Regions from separate parts of the Oryctolagus cuniculus genome. Here region 1 is linked to region 2. A link is a contact called in public Hi-C data. All regions are on one chromosome and are shown on one strand. Each heading gives the region's core, a stretch centred on a gene start, on an enhancer-like site or on the middle of the called end of the contact. The rest is flanking DNA. Distances are from core to core; before and after follow the strand shown. Region 1 has its middle 130 kb from the start of ASB13. Region 2 overlaps NET1 (neuroepithelial cell transforming 1).

The links. A called contact is a pair of places that touch in the nucleus more often than the background predicts.
Region 1: a contact with region 2 is called in a Hi-C map of embryonic fibroblasts, with 2.4 times the contacts expected there. The contact joins two enhancer-like sites. A contact is called at or near these places in 4 of 6 Hi-C or Micro-C datasets (embryonic fibroblasts, psoas muscle, skin fibroblasts and 1 more).

Annotation. Positions count from the first base shown.
Region 1 is chr13:79,424,944-79,427,643 of mOryCun1.1, forward strand. No RefSeq gene overlaps it. Among named protein-coding and RNA genes, the nearest start is that of ASB13, 130 kb to the right of the region's middle. Within about 2 kb of position 1,353, at least 2 of the 8 cell types and tissues checked have an H3K27ac peak or open chromatin away from gene starts, as enhancers often do.
Region 2 is chr13:79,299,283-79,301,982 of mOryCun1.1, forward strand. The region is part of intron 3 of NET1 (neuroepithelial cell transforming 1); the gene reads left to right. Among named protein-coding and RNA genes, the nearest start is that of NET1, 49 kb to the left of the region's middle. Within about 2 kb of position 1,354, at least 2 of the 8 cell types and tissues checked have an H3K27ac peak or open chromatin away from gene starts, as enhancers often do.

The sequences.
Region 1 (2,700 bases), core at 103-2,602, 130 kb after region 2:
ACTGTTTTTAACACTAAAGCTTCCCATATGATTTGGTCAGATATAAAATGCACATAACACCTAGTGTATGAGAGAACTTTTAAAAATCCAGGAAAATTGAATTAAAATGTAACACATATTTTTTCTTTGAACTTTTTGAAGACCCCTTGTGTTAGAGTAGGTACTTGCTGCTGTAACACACAATCCCAACTCTCAGTAACTCAGTAATTGAGTGAGACACTCAATTATCCCTCACACAAAGCTGTATGTGATCATTTCTAGATCCACAATGCTGTTGGGTGAGCTTCAAGCTCAGGAACATGTACTGCTCCCATACCATGGTTCTGCTGAACGGCACAACCTGGGACTCCTCCTGCAGATCTTCTGCACTGAACTGGCCAACAGATGAAAAGAGGATGCAGAGCATTGCTCAGGGGGTTCTAGGAGTAGCCTGCAGTGGTAGGCATCACTTCAGCCCACATCCAGTGGCCCCCAAATGGAAACAAGGAGAAATGAGGTAGAAAATGTAGAAAATGCAATATTCTAGAAAACACATGACATCACTCTGCTCATCTACTTGACAGAATTGCTGTCTTTAAAGGGACAACAAATGAAGGCACTTGACAGGGTCCTGGCTCAGGGTAGATGACAAAATACTAATAAGGCTTCTTTTGTCTTCGGTGGTGGTTTGATCCTGACAGTTTCTAAAATGATCTCTGTATAAAAATGAGCCTCAGATCTTATTTATTTTTAACACTCACTGATGATACTTTTTAGGCACATGAATAAAAATGGAGTCAGTTATGTCAAACCCTAAAGAAAACCCAAGTAAATAAATCTGGGAGATTGTGAAAAGTGGATATCGTGTACATATGCCTGATAACAAAAGCTATCACAAAAGGTTTAGCCTTGCATAAAAGCCACCACAACCTTACACAACAAAATATTTCTGCAAGGACATCTGCCCAGAAACTGTTCAGCCTTAGTCTGACTCCACCCTTGTTATTGATCCTTGTAGCCAAGGATTATGTTTTTAAAACAACCTATGTAATCGTCCTCATTTTGCTTTTGAAAACTTCCCTTTGCCTCAATCTTCTTGAATATGCCTATACTGCACTATGTCATGCATATTCCCATCGCCAGGCTACTCCAAAACACACTCCTTACCTTTACAGAACCGCTCTGCATGTTTTTGAGGTTGATAGGCTCCATCTAGCCAGTTATCAGAGGCTCAGGGTTGCCCTGATTTGCCAGAAGATTTTGAAATTTCTGCACTAAGTACGATGACACATGTCTCCCCCACCCTCCCACCACCACCATCCACACCCTTCTGCCCACAAGTATACTGTCTGTCCTGTTCTAGGAGAGGGCAGATTCACAACGACTGGATTTCTCAACTTCCTCAGTGCAGATTAAAGAGGCTTAAGGAGTCTGCCTGGGGAGGGGAAGCCATGATCGGGAGCTTCTCTGAGAAGCTGACTCAGGATGAAGTCAGCTGTTCAGACAGGCTTCTCAGGCAGGTGGGATGAGACACCTGGGAGGGAACAGGCAGACACTCAGACTCTCTTCAAGGTACTAGAAAGGATTCCAAGAGTGAGGATGGTTGATTACAGTGATTACACACATAAGCAGCACAAAAAGAAAACAGTGAAGCCAAGCATGATGATTCTAAGGGGACTCCCATCCCCACCTCGGCTCTGTGGTTAGTCATTTCTAGATGTTTTCCTCTTGCTGGTGGACTTCTCTGTGAGATCCACGGGTTACTGGCTTTGACATCCATTGATGCCCTAATACTCACTCATCCTGATTTGGAAGATGTTGTTGCTAACATTGCTTCTCAGGGTAGCACCAGACACCAGTTGCTGAGTGATGACTGAAAAATCCCTCTAGTAGGAAGCTTCCTTCTCCCACCCTAATATGAAGGCCCCCCATCCCCAGATCCCAGGACTTCCCAGTGGGCTGCACCCCTCAACTTCCTGATCCCTTCTTCACATCTGTTTCCCACTTCTTAGTCCCTCTCGCAAGACAAATCCTTCTCTGGAATTTCCATTCTCACCTTATCTCTTACAGTTTGGAGGGTGAGAAGGCCCGGATGATCTGAAGCCAAAGAAATGAGACAGAACATGAAGGCTGTAATCACAGCAATCCAGGAAGAGAGAGAACTCATCTCTCCTGGAGGCTCCACCCTTTATACTTCCCCAGAAAAGCCACAAAATGGAAGTGTGTGCACGCACACACACATACATTCAAATACAATCCAGAAAAATTGTCAAGGACTCTAATACAGATGGTGGGATGGGCCTCTGGTCTCTCACCCAGTTTCGGGTACCATCTCACTTTGACTCTCTTTGATGGCCACAGCAACTGGCTATGGTTTCTAGCCCAAGACCAGTTGTGTGAAGAGCCAAATTTTCATAACCATGTGATAGGTTCTCATCACCAGGCCTTTGAACTCTCTCACTAATTTCTTTTCTCCTTTTTCCCATATCAGCCCTCTCTCCTCTTAAGACTCATTCTTGTATTTCATTTTAAAATAAATTTCTCTTTCCCACTTCTTTATGTTGACTAGTCGTCACTATGGCAACATTCTCCATTCCAAATCTCTTCTTAGAAATGGATCCACTTGCAGGGGCTTGTACCATTCATCCACTATTAGTCAATGTGTTGATGAGCTCAACTTCCCCTCATGATCAACAGCTAGTAGTTCTTCAATTTGTTTCT
Region 2 (2,700 bases), core at 104-2,603:
TTAATATTCTCCATAACTTGTTTCCAGCACTCCAAAACAAAAATAAACAATAACAACAACAAACATTATGAGCTTTTACTTTTGGTGGTGGTAAGATATATTCCTGCTGTTTTCCTGGATCACTTTTAAATGGTATTCCTGCATCCAGTCCATGGGGAAACACGAATGTGAGTGTAGTACCAGTTCTCTGAAAGCCTCATCTTAGAAATGTTTTGTGACAGTACAAATGCTTAGGATCTTAGTAAACAAATCAGATCATAAAGTAAGTACTTTTGATTGTAACTCACCTGTATTCCAAAGGAGACAAAGTTTTTCCTAGTGTTTTAGGTGACCCACAGATGTCTAATCTATAACATTCTTCCACAGAAGTCTTCTGTTTGACTTTTTTTTTTTTTTCAAATAGTATATGTGTCTTGAAATTAGTGTCATACTTTTGTAATGCTTTCAGTATTATAAATATATTTTTACAATACTTTCAGTATTATACTTTCATATTTCATAATCACACTTATTATTTGTTAAAATTTTTTATCCTTTTGAAATACATATGCCAAAGCTTGTGTTGTATTTGTCCGCTGTTCTTCACATATGTCCTTTGAGTAAGACAGTTACTATTGGATTCCCAAAAGCAAAACTGTAGAGGACCATTTCTGTCCCTCCCAAACCCTTATTTCCTGATTTAGTTACCATACTTTGTTACCAAAACATGCCATACTTGATCAGCTCTGAAGAGTAACTTGACCTTTGTGAAAGAGAGATTGTAGTTGAGTTTTTAAAATTATGAAACATATTCAACAATCAAATACTGATTAATATAATATCCTGCCACCCTGAAGATACTGCACAAACAAAATCCATATTCATTTTAGAAATATCTTTTAGACATATTTACATTTAGTTACCTAAATTCTGTGATGTTCATTTTAAATATCACATAATTTTGAGTTACCAGGAAATTAGTTGTTACAGTAACTATAGAGGTGAGAACATTTATCATTAATTTGATTTTATATAATATAGCAAATACCAAAAATTTTTTTCTTCTTTAACTTTCTTTTAAAATTCACCATAAGGTGAATTTAAATTTAAATTTAATTTAAATGTTTTGTGATTTACTAGGAAGTCAGTTTTATTATGCTTTAATCAAAGAAGAGTTAACCTCTGTTTGCAAAAAAGAAGAATAAAACTTTGTGACAACTGCTTTTTTTTTCTAGTTGATGTAGAAGGCGTTAATGTAGTAGGCATTAACTTTGTGAGGTAATTCAATCCATTCAAACAGGAGACTCTTTGTTCTGTCTTTACTAAATGGAAAGGAATGCCTTGTGCTTGCCTCTGCACACGCATGTGTCACTCAGTCTGCACAGATGTGTGTGGTAAAGGCATTCACATATGTCCCCAGCCGCACAGCTCGTGCCATCCTACCATACAGCTCAAAGGTCTTTATTTCAGTTCATTTAACATTTGCTCATTAGTGGCTTTATTCAGAGTTTGCCTTTGGAGTTCATTTATTTAGGGGGTAGAAAAAGTCATCTACAACTCCACCTCTTAAATTCTTCATAGTTCTGAATTTTCCTTATCTACAAAGTCTCTTTACTCTAGTAGTTCGTGTTTTTAATATATATATATATATGTATCCATTCAGCAGCTTTGATTAAGTCTTAATTGCTTTTTTTATATCACCTAAATTTCTTTTCAAATAATTTTTAGACTTTATCAGTCTCTTCTTAAATTTCTTGAAAGGGATTATTTTTATTCACTTTCCTCACCTCTTTTTATATGACTTTAGTCATGTCAAGAATTTTTAGGAAAAAAATTCCATTATTTTTAAATAATCTTTATTTTTACATGGTGATTCTAATATAATTTTTAATTATATATATCCTTAAGAATTATTTTGTTGAGTTTGCCACAATTGTGAAAGACACCAAATACAAAAAAAAAAAGCTAAGTATGCTCCTTAGACATTATAAAGAATAAATCTACCTGTTTTATGATCTGACTTTCTTTATTTCAATAACTATGCCAGTCACCTAGTGATATGCCTCCATTTTCCTAGCAGTAAAATTAGATGATCCAGTTTTTGTGAAATGTTGAGATCCTGGAATGATAAGTGATATGTTTGCCATATCAATAATATTTTTAAGTAATACATGTAGAACAATAACTGATTCCTCTGAATTTGTGTATATTTTTTCTTTGTTAATAAATATATGGTTGAGGATCTAATTATTTATAAATTCCAATGTTTATGTAGTAAGTGGAAATATTCCTTAAAAAAGTGTTCATAATAATTAAAATCTGGTATGTACCAAGCACTGTTCTGAGCTCTATTTACTGATTGATTGATCACAACAACTTTATAAGAGGACCCCTGCTATTAACCCTATTTTGCAAATGAGTGGGCTAAGGCTCCAGATGTACCCCCAACAAGTATGAGAGCCCGAATTTGAGCCAGTCATTCTGATTCCAGAACCTAAGAGCTCATTTAACCACTTGAATGCATTTTGACCTATTCAGATGTCATATTTCTTTAGAGGTTACTCTGTAACTGAAATAGTTAAAAATGAAATTATAAAATATCTGGGATTTGCTTGAAAATATTCAAGTAGAGGCAGAAGTGAAACAAAATATGATACCAGAAACTACTGAATCTGAGTGATAGATATGTGGGATTCATTATGCTGCTCTCTTCCATGTTTT